Linked DNA regions of Mus musculus: region 2 is linked to region 1. Evidence: chromatin contacts called from public HiChIP or PLAC-seq data. All regions are on one chromosome and are shown on one strand. The core of a region is the stretch at or near the end of the contact, and the rest is flanking DNA. Distances in the headings are between cores, read along the strand shown. Region 1 holds the start of Adamtsl2 (ADAMTS-like 2). Region 2 overlaps Sardh (sarcosine dehydrogenase).

The links. HiChIP or PLAC-seq counts read pairs in DNA pulled down with a chosen protein or histone mark.
Region 2: an H3K27ac HiChIP or PLAC-seq map of heart atrium shows a contact between it and region 1, with 10 read pairs. The contact joins the enhancer-like site here to the promoter of Adamtsl2 in region 1. A contact is called at or near these places in 20 of 39 promoter capture datasets (the 3T3-L1 cell line, 3T3-L1-derived adipocytes, the C10 cell line and 13 more), 15 of 484 Hi-C or Micro-C datasets (B cells, the HPC-7 cell line, the MPC-11 cell line and 12 more), 14 of 115 datasets of contacts at active chromatin or transcription factors (the 230-238 cell line, the HPC-7 cell line, T-cell acute lymphoblastic leukemia and 11 more) and 5 of 9 other capture datasets (adipose tissue, embryonic stem cells, liver and 2 more).

What each region holds. Positions count from the first base shown.
Region 1 is chr2:27,074,604-27,082,083 of GRCm38.p6, forward strand. It overlaps Adamtsl2 (ADAMTS-like 2), which reads left to right and starts at 4,776. Exons shown (of 19, transcript NM_029981.2): 1 at 4,776-4,970; 2 at 7,101-7,191. The coding sequence starts at 7,102.
Region 2 is chr2:27,206,676-27,214,155 of GRCm38.p6, forward strand. Sardh (sarcosine dehydrogenase) reads right to left here. Exons shown (of 21, transcript NM_138665.2): 17 at 4,336-4,429. Among named protein-coding and RNA genes, the nearest start is that of Sardh, 37 kb to the right of the region's middle. Within about 2 kb of position 3,641, at least 60 of the 459 cell types and tissues checked have an H3K27ac peak or open chromatin away from gene starts, as enhancers often do. A contact at or near this core is called in the HPC-7 cell line, the N1E-115 cell line, T-cell acute lymphoblastic leukemia and 5 more, where this site is marked.

The DNA.
Region 1 (7,480 bases), core at 3,526-6,025:
TGTGTCTGTGCATGTGTGGGTACATGCATAAGTATGTGTGCATGTGTGTGTGTGTGTGTGCATAAGTGTGTGTGTGCATGTGTGGATGTGTGCATAAGTGTGTGTGTGTTGCAACTATGGGCTCCAAGCCAGGCTGTAAGCTTCAGGAAGAAAGGGAGAAAAAAAAGGAGGTCGGGGAGAAGGAAATGGATCGGAGCTGTACATATGTTATAACCATTAAAGAGGAAGGGGCTGAGGAGGGGGTATCCCAAAGTAAGGAGACAGGTGGCTGGGCCTGGGGCAGCAGGAGAGCCCCCATATAAAGGCTGGACTGCAAGCTGCCCTCCAAAGGGGTGGATGTGTGTGGCTCCCGTCCCAGCCTGGCTGCTTGGCCATAGACCAGCTGACTCTGGAGAAGGCATCCAGTTTGAACAGGACTGAAATGACCCTTGGGTCTCTCCGGAGCAGGGGGAGTAGAAAGCGCAGGGAGCTGTTCTGGGAGGAGGCTTCCCCCGGAAACACAGAGAAGGCACTAAGGGTCCACCTGGGCAGAATCAAGGCCAACAGATATAGGAGCCCCTACTTGCTAGTTCTGTACTTGCTCTGAGTGTTAGTCCAACAGACCTCACAGCTGTGCCCCCAGACCATGAGGGCCCTTCTGAAGTACATGTACATGGTCCAGAGTGTGACTGTTTCTTCATGGTGCACATGGGTCTTGAAAATCACACATACACACAGGGTCTATCCAGGGCTACCCATGTGCCAAGAGGTCTTCAGGCGATGCCTCATGGGTCTTTTGGCAGCCAGCAAGTGAAAACCTCTGCCTTTTCCATTTTACAAGGAAGAGATTGAAGTCCAGATAAGAGCAAGAACTCATATCACGCTTCCTCTCCTTTGTCCTATAAGACCAGAGGGTCCAAAGCTGTTGCCTTCATGTCTTGGCTCATGAATGGACCCAGTGAACTCTTGGAATGGCCTGTCATCGGTGATCAAGGGTCCCAGGTGACATCCCTTCTCTGTCCAGCAGGTGGCATGGTCCAGTGGGACCATGTAAGGGTCAGCCTCTAGGCCATAAGTAAGGACTGACAAGTTGGTTCCCCTTTCTCTAGCCCCTCAGCTAAGGGAGTGGCTGGGTTTTATAGAGGTGCTGACATGCATGGAATGCTGAGCTCTCAGCCTTCAGGACAGCTGTCTGTCTGCCTAGCCCAGGAGTGCTGTGCCAGCTGCTGTATTGGCCTCCTCCAAATTTTAAACACCCGGCCCACAGTAGTGGGTCACCCCAGAACGCAGAGGCCTTATTCCTTTCTGGGGTCTTCTGAAGTTACCTGGAGAATGTGTTTCAAGTTCTATCTTTGAGGTCTGTGCCTATGTAGTCATAGCTGTTTTATGGCCCCATGAGCTTCTGCTGGCAACTGCATAGGGCTGAAGTGCTCAGTGCAGACCAGCCCTCTACTAAGAACTGTGTCCTCTGTCCCGTGAGTTGGTTGGGTCTCATCCCGGGAAGAGCTGCTACCTTTTGGACCCAGGTGTTGGAGCAGGGCTGGGGTTTGAACTCCAGATCCCCTGCTGTTATCTAACCTCCAGACTGTCTGGCAAATTCATTTTATGTGGCTAAAAGAGACAGCCACAGCCTAGGTTCTTCTCTGGACCCAGGAACGTTGACATGTCTGTTTAAATCTTCCCCACACAAAGCCTAACGCTAAGTTTTAATATAATACTCAAGCGTCTAGATTTAATTTGGCTTGAAAAAGGTATTCCAAAAGCACTTTCAAACATTCACAGTTTGACCTCAAAAAACCCAAACTAACCAAAAAGGTCTCATCAAAGTTTACTTTTTGTCATTCCTTATTACACATCTCTTAATCTCAGGATTAGAGGATACAGGCTAATGGCAGAGGAGTTAGTGGGGGTGCCCATGGGTTCTTTGGGCAGGGAACCTTCTCCTAGGTTTGCAGGTCCAGTGGGATGTCCCTAGCTTTTGCTGCTGTGTCTAGAACAACCATAGGCAAGCTGTGATCTCCCAGGAGTCTGCAGTACCAGCATTCCTTGGCTAGCCATAACTTGAGTACCCAGCCTCTCAGCTTTCGGTTTATGGAGTGCCAGCCACATCTCACCTCCGGCCACATTAGGTCTTCTAACCCTGTTCTTGATTTGATTTGGGGGATAAAGGAGCCCCTTTTTCATGCAATCTCAGACCACAGTCAACTGAGGAGTTATACTGAGACACAGGCTTGGGTTCCTCAACTTGAACTTCATATGTAGGCTTCACAAAAAAGCCAGTATTCACGGACAAGATCAGTGGGAAATTCAGTTTTCTGCTTTGTGGTCTAGCCTAGTACATGCTATGCTATTTCTCACCTGGTCACCCAGGAGTATGCAACCCCCATTCCTGGGCAGCCTACAGTGAGTGGAACAGCAGAGACTCAAGAATGTCCATCCTTCAGGTTTTAGCTGAACCTCAGAAGGAGTACTAGCCTCAAGTCTGATGGGCCATTTCAGGAAATAAAGTCATAGGGTCCTTGTGGAAAGCCCCCCACACCCCAGAAAAAGAAGCTTCGGAAGAGCAGGTTGGGGGTCTAAGCATGTACGGAAGAGTCAGACAGGAACCAGACCAGAGCCACTGGCTCCTTCGGTGACTCTAGGTTACCTCAGGCCCCAGAAGCTTGGTGGATGGAGTGAGGAATGGGGGTCACAGTGGTCCCCTGGACTGCATGGACAGGTCATTTATGAGACTCAGCACAAAATGTCCCCACTCAGAAAGCAGGACAAAACTTTCTCATCAGTACACTTCTCCTGGCACATCATGACATTTTATTGTTTAATGCTATACAGCTTTGGTTCAGGGCACTTGACAGTTGAGTATCCACCCTCATCGGTATGAGGGAACACTCTGAAGATGCAGGGTAGGGGAGGAACCTGGTTGGGGGGTGGAGTTTAGTCTTTTTCAATCTCTCTGAAATCCTCAGCCCATTGTGGACCAAGTAGTTATGACTGCCAGGGAGTCTTGGATATGGAAGTTCCTAAGGATCTTCCATAGGGAAATGAAGGCATAGCTAATGCAGGAAGCCAGTACCTAGAGAGTCACACACTCGTGGGCATCACAAAGGCAACGATACATCTCCACAGGTCTGTCTTCCAAGTGGCCAGGCCAAAGGAAGATGCCGAGTGGGCATGTCAGTTGGCTGTGGGGTCCCTCCCAAGGGAAACTGTTAGTCACCCCGGCGCTGGAGCATGTGGAAGCCAGAAGTGCCAGGAGATCTTGGGTCGGCTCCAGGGTGTACAGGGTCTGGTAGTCAGCCAGGGTGGAGGAGAAGTGGCAGAGGCTTCCAGAATAAGGGAGATCTGATCTGGGTCTGCCAGTGAGATCCTGTGCACATGTACATGCATGTGTGTGTGTGTGCTGTGTGTCAGGTTGTAGAATGTCTGTGCTTCTTCTTATTGGCCCCAGGGGGGCAGTGTGAGCCTGGATAAGGGTCATGGGAGGTCAGGGTGACAGAGAACAGAAGCTGAATACCTTAAGGTCAGTCACTACTGAACACCGGCAGAGTGAGAGCTGACCCTCTGCCCCCTGTCGCAGTCTAAGCTGGGAGAGCCAGCCAGCATCTTTGAAGAACCAGGCAGAAGGAGAGGGTGTGTGGCAGAGCAGCGCCGCAACCTGTATCTGTCACAACTTTGACTGGTGGCTTTAGCAGACCACTCCACTTCCCAGCCTCAGTTTCTCCTCGGTAAAGTACAGATGATGAAGATGCTTGTCACCTGACTCAAGCCTCACAGAGAGGCTGGGTGCTGATTGGTTTTTGCTGGTTGCTTTGTTCTTGGCTGCGGTCTGGTGGTCAGACACAAGACTTCCCCCAGGGTATCACTCTTAGCAGCCCAAAGAGGCAGCTGAAGAAGCTTATCATCTAGCACAGAGGGAGGGACAAGAGGGAGGGACAGAGAAAAGGAGAGGACTTCCAGTCCCCACTACAGGGACAGAGGCATGGATGAAATGGCTCAGCCAGCTTGTGGGATGTTGTTTCAGAATCACTTAGCATTTGAAGGTGCCTGTTTTCCAGGACGGGGTGCTTCAGAGAGCAGGAAATGTCAGAGCAGACATCTCATCATCCAAAGTCCTCTTGGATTCATAAGACTTCAGCTCTAGCTCAGCAGGGACAGAGCTCTTGAGTCCTGCTTGCTTGCCAATAGCTGCCCAGCTGCTGTGGGGTCCAGCCAAGCTGGTACCAAACATCTGCAGAATACCCCGTGCCGACGATCTTCCTAGACATCTGGTCGATAGGCTGTAGCCACCTCTTCCTCTCCCTGGAGCCATTGGTTGGTTGATCTCTGGATGTATCTCAGTTCCTCCGTTGTTCAGGTCTGTTTTCCAAGGACGGAGGGTGGCCTGCACCCGTGCAATGTCTGGACCTCTGTGTCTTCCCTGTGAACAGGAGCCGAAAGCCTGGACATCACATGGTTTCCAGCCTTCTCTGGAAGCTGAAGTTAGATGGGTGGGTCAAGGGGGCTCCGCTCCACCACTGCCAACCTCCCTCCACATGACCTCAGGCTAATTGATCCATTAGGGTCAGTCACTCTGGACCTAGGCAAGCCAGTCTCAGGCTCACTCACTGATCCTGGACTGTGGCAGCAGCAGCCAGCAGGCAGCTGGACAGCCTGGCCATACTCCAGAGGAGCAGAGCGGGTTAAAGTGTGCGCCCGGCCAGCCGCCAGCAGGCTGGGCGGGGGAGCAGCGGTGGGAAGTGTGAGTTCCTCCCCGTCTGCCTGACAGCTATAAAGGCAGCTGCGGCCACAGAGCAGCCACTGGGCTGAGAGCCCCTCCTGGGAACCCCCTCCCTTGAATGCTCTTTGAAGTGGGAGAGGGAGGCAGCTGGGGAAGCAGGACCAGAGACAGGCAGAGCCCGCACATCTCTGCACTCACCTTCCTGCACCGTGCACCTGGCAGTAGCTCTCACCCTTTTCTCTAAAAGGAGGACAACCTGCTGACCCTGGGTGAGGTAGGCCACTACATACTTGTCCCTGCTCATACTGTGGTCTTTGGGAGGTGTGAGATGTAGCTTATCCCAGACCAGCCAAGCTGTTCAGAATGGGGGCCGGGGGATGTCCCAGCCCCTGGTGAGGGTATTCAACCACAGAGAAAGGGGGGAACAACCTATGCCACACAGTGGCAGGGTGGTCCTGAGGCAACAACCTTGGTACTAGCAGTTGCTGTCTGGTCTGCAAAGCCATGCTGTGGTGGGCCTGTTGAAGGTTTTGGACCCTAGGGAGAGATGGATCCTGTTTGAGCTGGACTTGGCTGGAATCCAGCAGTGTCTGGGAGCCTTAATGAAAACCAAGTGTGAGGCTGACTGGGCACCTGTCTTTGGCAGCAGCAGGGACTGGGGAGCCATGGAGGCTAATGGGACTGTGTGAGATGGGGACTCTGTGCTGGAGTGAAAATAGGGACTCAGATGGAGACCTTCAGTGTCGGGGGTGGGTGGACGTAAGGGTGATGCTGACCAAGCTCCTGGACACCTGCAGGAGAAGGAGGGAGGGAGGGAGAAAAAAAGGGAGAGGGAGAAGGACAGAAGGACAGTAGGACAGTAGGACAGTTGGTATCAGGGCTTCGAGGGTGCTGACCATTTCCAGACTTTCTTCCCCTGGAATTGCTGGGTGCGACTGAGTCCCTAAGTTTGCTCTGTGGTGTGTGTGTGTGTGTGTGGTGGGGGAGGGGGCAGTAGGCTACCTTGTTGTGTGGCTTTGGGCAAGCTGCCTCTTTTTTCTGAAGCCCATTGTCTAACTCACCAGCAGATGACACCCACCTGGGACAAGCTACATTAGCTTCCTTTCTAGGACAGGGTTTAAATTGAGGTGCGCAGCAGCCATTCTGAGAGTTGGAGCAGCAAGGCTGGAAGCTCTCTTGATTTGATTCACCGTAACCCTTGGTGGGTGTTTGGGTTTGAGGGGCTGTTTTGTTGGAAGGGAATCAGGAGCCAGGTGCAGGCTGTACCTCCTTCTGCCCCTCCTCCATATCTCTGTTCTCTCAAGAGAGAAGGGCCCTGAGACAAAGTTTGGAGCTAAGACGAAAGGATGGAGACTTACCATCCAGAGACTACCCCACCCGGGGATCCATCCCATAATCAGCCACCAAACCCAGACAATATTGCATATGCCAGCAAAATTTTGCTGAAGGGACCCTGTTATAGCTGTCTTGTATGAGGCTATGCCAGTGCCTGGCAAATACAGAAGTGGATGCTCACAGTCATCTATAGGATGGAACACAGGGCCCCTAATGGAGAAGCTAGAGAAAGTACCCAAGGAGCTGAAGGGGTCTGCAACCCTATAGGTGGAACAACAATATGAACTAACCAGTACCCCGGAGCTCATGTCTCTAGCTGCATATGTAGCAGAAGATGGCCTAGTTGGCCATCATTGGGAAGAGAGGCCCCTTGGTCTTGCAAACTTTATATGCCCAGTACAGGGGAATGCCAGGGCCAAGAAGTAGGAGTGGGTGGATAGGGGAGCAGGGCGGTGGGGGGGAGGGTATAGGGGACTTTCAGGATAGCATTTGAAATGTAAATAAAGAAAATATCTAATAAAAAAGAGAGAGAGGAGGGCCCAGACCCCTGAGCTGTGTTGCACCTGAGGACCAGATTGCTGGATACCTGGCTGTGAGGATTCCTCTGGGAAGGGAAGGCTGCCATTGCTCAAGAAGAAGGAGGGTATCCCATCTATAACCGATGTAAAGCAGGTAAAACTCCCAAGGCGATCCAAACTAGACAGTGGGCTGAACCTGGTTAATAGCTCTCTTCACAATGACCACTCTGCCAGGCTGGGCTTCTTCCAGTCTCCTGAGTTGTCTCTGTTCTCCACAGACATTCTCCAGGGGCAAAGCTTGGCAGAGGCCCTCAGATGAAGGGTGGCTCAGACTTGGCATTCACACCATCCCTTTGTGCCTAAGCAGGGCAGACATCTGTAATTACTTACCAAGCTGCTTGCTGAGCCCAGATGGATGGCTCGGTCCCTCTCACATGGCAGCCACTACCATAGGATGCCAGATAACCTTACCACTTGAAACACTGGAAGAACCAGAGAGCTTATCTCCAAAGCAGAGCCTGACCTGGTAGTGACGGGGTCTTGCTTCGTAGGATGGATGGCAGACGGCAGCATCCACACTGGGCTTGGTCCTTGCTGGCTGTAGCAGTTGTGGCTGGGGGTGCGGCACCTACGGAGGCTTCCGTGAGTAGTATGCCATTGTCCAGTCATTATTGTTCCCCCCCCCCTACAACCCCCCCAACATGCTTCTCAGCTAGGTGTTGAGCTCATACTGGAGTGGGCTGACTTTGGAGGGCTGTGTAGCAAGGGTCATGCCCAGGGGTATTGATGTTCGATTTGGCTCCAGAAACTTGTTCAGGGTGTTGGTCAGACCAGCCCCTGACCTGGGACTCTGGCCATCCCTGAGTCCCTGACCAGCTCGCTAGAGAGTGACATGTGTCTGGTGTCTCTCTTTCCAGCAAGGGCCTAGTAT
Region 2 (7,480 bases), core at 2,391-4,890, 130 kb after region 1:
CTCCTGCAGCTGGTGGGCTAGACGCCAACTGATCTATAAATACGTGGCCTGGCTCCATGTTCTGGCCCCAGAGCCTCCACATGCTGATGGACAGTTTGTCAACACAGTTTTAAGCCAGCACAAGATATCACTTAGAATATGAAATTTCCCCTGGATTCCAAGAGGATTCAGTATTTGAGCAGATATATGTGACGCACCACAAAGCACTTTTGACATTGTCTAGACTTTGTACTGTTGCCGAGGAAACTGAGGCCCAAGAAGACAGGCATAAGACTCCAGGCCAACAGGCCAACATCTACCTCCCTGTTCTGAGGGTCAGGGTAGCGCAGAAGTGTTGGTATATACTACCCTTTCATATCTGTTGCCCAGCTCCCTGTTCCCTCCCCCACTTGCCTGTGTGCCCCACCTCTGGGGTCAGGGCAGTGACCAGCCAGCCTCTACAGCTTGAAGTGCCACCAGAGGCTAAACTGTCACTTATTGTTGGCTAAGTTATGGAGAGGCTTAAGCCACTGAGGTGTGTGTCCTGAGCCACACTGAGAGACAACTTTCCAGGTCAGCCCAAACCATAGCATGGACGCCACCGGAACAGTCTTGTTCTCTTTGGCCTAACCCTCTTTCAGGCCCTTGGGAGAAGGTGGGGTCACTGGGACAGGAGTCCCTGGCAGGGCACAGTCTTACGTAACCTCAGCTGCAGCCTGTGCCTCCACTCCTACTCTAGCCTGCATGTCCCTGGAGCTCTGTTCAATGACCTGGCAAGCCCTGTCCTCAGAGATCCTCCCAACTGTGTGGCCATGATCTCTGAGGAAGCAGGATAAGCGAGAATAGCTAGCTGTGCTCAGGACCAGGCGTCAAGTGTTTCTGGGTGTTTCAAATCTACCCCACGGCAGACTTTTCTTGTGTTATAGTGAACCATACATTATGAGACTAGCTCATCTTCTCAGGGAAGTGGCCCCCAGGCTCATGGTTGCTGGCAGCTGGGCAACAAGACACTGGCATCTCCACGTCAAACTTAACAAAGGCCCAATCCTCCCTGTGAGCACTTCCAGGGACTCTCAGTCCATCCCCTGGGCAGTGGCAGCCATTCTCCACTGCCCTGAGCTGCAGCTGCAAGCTCCCTTGAGCCTATGGGTGGGGATGCACTCACAGAGAGCGGGCTGCACCTTCCTTCTCATCACTAGGTCTGGCCCAGTCCCACAGGTGCTTTTAGCCAACACATCTGGAATTCATTCTAGAGCCAGGGGAGGGGCTGCTGGGGGGTGGGGCAGCTGTACAATAGGAATACACCAAGGGTTCAGATCCAAACACTAGAACTCTGATGGTCCACACTGGTGCCATATGTACACGGTACCAGGAGGTACATTGGCAGAAACTGCCAGGGAGCCAGCTTTGACGAGGCATTGCCAATGTCTGGCCTCAAAGACATGGGCCCATCCATCTGATAGCCCCACTGTGTGACCAGCTGGTTGAAATAGGACCCAGAGTCGTCCCATGTTGGATGCTCTCTCATGTACCATGTTCTCCTAGGCATGTAATCCTCAGGGATCTGCAGGATTCTGGGCTTCCCAGCTCACTGCACAATCAGTCTCCCCAAGACAAGAACCCTGGTCTTGAGAGCACAGTCTTCTCCTCTCCTGCCAGATGTAGGACAGCACTGGAAAGGGGTGTGGCCAAGAATAAGCGGGTAGGGCAGGCTGTCTGACTCAGTGGGTTCACTTACCAGTTCCTTTCTCTGGACAGAAAACTCATAGCACCGTGTACAAAGACATCTGCCGCTAGGCTGCTTCCAAGAGAAGACATGGACCCCATGATGTTTGAACGTGGTTACCACTAAGGCAGGGGAGTGGGCAAAGAACAAGCACAACTAGAGAACAGAGCGATGTGAGGACCACGGCCATTGTGCAGAGAACAGGCCTGGCACAGTTACAAACAGGCAGATGTTGTCATGAAGTAGACACACCAGCCTCTAGGGATGGATGGCTGAGCTTTCTTGAGTTTTCTCATATTTTACAACACAGCCAAGCGTTTGGTGACCTGTGCTGGTCAGTGTGTCTTTGCCACATGGAGAAGGCCATCTTTATGTAATCATGCCATGGGCTCTGGACCACAACCCTATTCCAGAGCTGAAAGAAGCAAGGCCGAGTGAGGTCAAGGTTGTGTCCCAAGGATGTGCTACGGAAGTGAGGTCTGAGTTGGACTGGGTACCCAGCCTTTGCTGCACAGCTATGGTTGGAAACAGAATGCTGGTGTTTGTGGCTCTTTCTTTCTTTCTTTTTCTCTCTCTCTCTCTTTCTCTCTCTCTCTTTCCTTTCTTTCTTTCTTTCTTTCCTTTCTTTCTCCTTTCTTTCTTTCTTTCTTTCTTTCTTTCTTTCTTTCTTTCTTTCTTTCTTTCTTTCTTCCTCCTGCTTGTTTTTTATAACGCTGGAGTTGAACCTGGGCTTTCACACACGCCAGACAAGCACTCTACCACTGAGCTACAGCACAGCTCTCTGTTTACTTGTTATTTTGAGGCAGGCTCTTACTAAGTTGACCAGGCTGATCTTGAACGTTCAGTTCTTCTGCCTTGGTGTCTGCACAGCTGGGATGGCAGGCCTATACTGTGAGCCAGGCCATGGGCATTATTTCATATGTATCTTATGCCACCATAAGTCAGCTTGGCAGAGGCACGAGTAGCCAGTGAATACATGATCCCCAGACCAGACACTTACTTTGGGGCTTGGCCTGCCCGTGACCCTGGGCAATATGAGCTGTGTCAGCTCAGCCTGGGCCCTGGCCTAACTCCCAGGCCCCAGGTGAAGATTCCCGGGCAGCCTGGGAGGGCTGGGAGGCAGCCATGGCCAGGACAGGGTCCCATGGGAGGAAGCAGCTGGAGTTGGGAACCCCACGCTGCTCCCCCCACCCGACCCCACGGTGGTCCTGCTAGTGGTGGGAGGATGCTGATCTTGACAGGAGGGGATATATTCCCACCTGGTCTTCCCTCCACGAACATCCAAACCACACACAGGCTGAGGCTGTGCCAAGCCTCGGCACAGTGGAAGCGGGACACGGCTTTCCTTTCCTCCACACAGCAGAACCCAGCCCTGATCAAAACTGGACTCTGGATGCTGAATATACCAACACAAATGCCACCAGGATGCCCTCATGAACAACCCAAGCTAGAGAGTCTGAAGGTCTGGAGGCTGCCATGTCCTAGGACCCCACCCCACTACTCTTTCAGAGCACCTACCCTCTCTGGTCCCAGCAAGCAGCTTTGCATTAATGAGGCAGGAAACAAGCTAGACAGAGAACCCCCACCCCACTTCCTGAACCCTGGTGCAGCTTCCAGAGGGGAGGTGGAGTGCAGCCCACGTGGCGGCCTTTATCACCCGCTCCCGCTGGCAGCATCCTCCTTAGCACTCAGCGCCACTCTGTTTATTTGCTGACAGGTTCCAGCCTGGTCCCAGGATGTCTGGCCCTTTTGTGGGCAGGAATCTCATTCTCCAACTGATAGCCCTCCACATCTCTCCACAAAAAAAAAAAAAAAAAAAAAAAACCCTAGAGATGGCCAAGTAGAGAGGACAGAACATGCCTAACAGTGTCCTTGCCCCGCTGCAGGCATGTGTGTCACCAGCACAGATCTTTGTTTTGGGGGGCATTGTCATTTGGGCAACCTGGGCAAGACATCCAGATTCTCTAAACTCAGTCTAGGGAAGTAACACTCATGCAGCCCGGCCTGGGGCCCCTGCAAAAGCTGCGGAAAATAAATGATCCAGGATGGCCTTCGTGGGCAAGCCAGCCTTGCCAGGACACACCTCTCAGAGTCACCACTAGGGGGCACTGCCGGGACCTATGGGCCAAGGTCAGGATCTCTAATCCCCCCTGGGAGGGGATAATGATACTTGGTATATGGCATCATCACCTTCTCCATCAGCCTTGAGAATCCCAGATGGAAAGCACAACGTGTATTCCCCAGCCAGGAGTCTGAGGCCCAGGAAATGGCGGGGGCCAGCCAGGAGCTAGGGCCCAGATTCCCTACCCAGCATCACCCAGAGAGCCCCCGGAGTCCCAGGGGACCCTGATGAAGATGATAGCCATAACCGCGGAAGAGCTGGGCTTTGTCACTTGCCAGGAAACCAGGAGGAAATCACATGGCACTGCATCTTGATGCCATCATGCCTCTCTGAGCTCCCTCCTGGGTCAGGCTGGCTGCCAGCATCTCTGACAGACCTTGGGAGTTGAGGCCCAGGGAGATAAAGAGACTTGCCCGAAAGTACCAGACTCCCAGGCCCACCCAACCTTTGCTAAAAGTTGCCGCCACCACACTCCAGCCCCCAGAGGCTGACGGTCACTGCTACCTACCAGGTGCCCGGCGGCTCTCACCAGCTGGTGGGTGGAGAAGGGGAAGGCCTCGTTGCTCAGGTCAGCATCAAGCACATCCTGCAGGATGTCACGGCTGTGAACAAGAACAGAGTCTGTGAGTCACAACCTCAGGTGTTCCTGGCCAGTGAGCCAATACCAGCGGGAGGAAGACAATAAATCTAGACGACCTGGTAGGGACAGGCTACAAGTGCCACCATATGAGAAAGCCACCTTCCTGTGGGCTGTCAGGGAAGCCGGGCTATAGGTGAGTTCTCGCTACAGGATGGTCAACTAAAATAGAGTTATTCAACTACCAAGCACCCTGGATCCCACCTGAGTCACAATGGTGGTCACTGCGAGGAACTGGCAATTGTGCCTCTGTTTTATATAGCAGAGTCAAAGGTCAAGCTGTGGTGAGTAGACAGGACTCAGCAGGGAGCATAGGACACTGTACTGCTCCTCCACCTCCATTACCACCACCACTGCTGTCACTGCCACCACCACCATCACCTGGTGCATCCCCCAACCAAACCCAAGAGTCCTGCCTGCAGTGGGTCTCAGCCTCACAGGAGTCACAAGGAGGCAGAGAGATTAGAGTCCCAGCCTGGTGGACAAGAGAACAGGGCCATACCTAGTGCTCATGGCTGGGTGTCCTTACAGCACTGGACGCATCTTCTTCAAACCATATCACATCACAGTGAGTCCTACTGTCATGTCCACTGTTTTTCTAAACCACATCACGCTCCGTCCTCACATGTCCATTGCTACTCTGAGCTGTGCCGTTGAGGTACATTCTATTGTTCTGCACCAGCCTCAGCCAGTCTCCCTCTCTCACCTCCCTACTCTGCTGCAGCCCAGCTCAGGCCCTGCTGCTGTGAAACAGACAAGATCCTGCAGGCCCACGCCCCAAGCCCACCTACCACAAGCCCACACACCCCCTCCCAGGTCACCTCTCCTGTGTCCCTCCATTCTCCAGCCCTGCTCCTTGTCATATTTGACCCTCTGTCACCCTTCAGCTCTTGACCCATCCAGTAGTCACCTCCTCTAGGCAGTGCCCCTGGATTCCCTCCCCAGGGGTCCCTGTGTGACTACAGAGGTGTCTGCCATTTTTCTCTCTCTTTGCTGTGCCCAGCCCTCTAAGCCAGGGCAATAGGACCCTACACCGCCTACTGCTTGAACACAGTTATCTGGCGAGTGATGCCAACTGCAAGCCTCTGGGCTCAACACAGGCAGAAGAGCAAGTACCCTAGGCCTGGAGACACGCCCACTTCTAACCATAAGGGGTCCCAGGGGGCTGCAGCAAGTGCTCAGAAGTGCAGCCAGCCCAAATCCCCACCCCACAGAGCTGGGAGCTGCCACCCACGCCCGCCTGAGGTGCTCAGCCACTGCCTTCTGCCAAGATCCTTATGTAACCCCAGCCCCACGTGGTGTTAGCCCTAGAGGTTCAGCTCTGCTCTGCTGCCTCCAGACCTCCTAGAACCCAGGCTCCCACAGCCCCGGGGGCAGCCACACAGCAGAGAGGTAGTCTGGCAGAATACAGAGCTGTGTTTTCTTCCTCATGAGGCATAGATGCCACTACATACAGCCTCTAAAGTGGGGCTTGAAGGACTGTGACGAAGGCTGGGGTGTCAGCCCCAGAGGACAGCCACCCAGGTCTGCCAAGGTTATAGTCCTTCATTGGAGAACAGGTGGCCTGGGGAAAGAGTCCAGCTGGAGTCCTAGGGGCCAGTCCCAGCACCTCCTGGGCCTTGGCTGTGGCTGCCAAGTGGAGCTTTAGAGAACCCTCATAGAATCACAAAACCATGTATCTAGCACCTGGGGCTCATGCTGAGTGACAATTGTGGCCATCCCACATAGCTCTGTCTGCCCCCAGCAACTATAGGAGGCTGTATGAACTGAATGAAGCTCATCAACTTGAGAAATGCAGCAGACAGAGGGGTCAAGAGCCAAGTGAAGGCTCGGCAGCTGCTGTACAGTACCTCCCAGAACCCAGGTGCTGTGCTAAGTGCTCCCCACGTAGCTTAGGAACTAGGCCTGTTCGATTTGAGCTAGTGACATTACTAATTATATGGGAAACAGGAGAGAGCCTTCTGGAAGAGGTGAGAAAGAGGTTGGAGAGTGGGGAGCTGCCAGCCTGGAGGCTGCCCCCAGCTGCTCCCTGGGGCTGCATCTTGATCAGACTGCCTGGTATCCTCACTCCTTCCATCTCGCTTCACCCACTGGCCTCCCTTACTCTAAAAATAGCCTGTTCCTGTCCAAGGTCAGCATGCAATGAAGCTGGAGTCTCCTTTGGGCCAGGAAGGGCCTCTAATGCAGCAGGTAGAACTCCACTCCTTCAGGTTGACATATGGGCTTCCCCCCACCCAGGAGGAGTATTGAAAGCCATGCCCACAGCACCACTGGCCCCTGCAGCCAGATGCTAAGCCCTCTAAATTCTGGAGTAAATGGTTTTCGTGCCCCCACCGGTTGCAGTGCTGTCCACAACACCTGCCACTCCCTCTTCCTGGCCTCCCTGAAGGCTCAGCAAAGACTTGTTTTACCTGGTGCCTCTCCTGCTCTCAGAGCAGTGGGCAGGATCTGGACTCAGCAAGAAGTAACTAGTTTGGTCAACCCCAAGGTGCCAGGGTAGGGTCTAAGCACACTAGCCAGAGTCCCAGCAGGATACCCAGGGAGGAAGAGATGTCACCAAACAACCAAGTTTGTCATACTGGTCCCCTGGGGCCCCTACCCCCAAGAAGTGACTCCCTTCTTCCCTGTCTCTCCCTTCTTCTACTTCCCATCTAGGCTCAGGGGCTCCACCAAGCACCAAGCACGGGTCCGTCTCTGGGCAGCACATGGCAGGCCCTGCTGGTTAACCAAGGTGTAGCTCCTCACGACGGTTTGACTTGGCGACTAGTGTGTTGATGAGGATATGAGAACACCTGAAAGGTCAAGAGGCTTCCCATGTCCTTCTGCCTCCCTTCCCAGAAACGGTGTGGCCCTGGCAAATGTCTCCACCTCTGTTCCATCAGTAAGAAAAAGAACATTCACAGACACTTGGGATGTACATCACCCTGCTTGGCCTGGAGGGAAATTGGGAGATTCAGAGGGAGAGCATCCAAGTGTGTTCCCTGGAGCTCTGAATGTAGGCAGCATGGGCATCAGA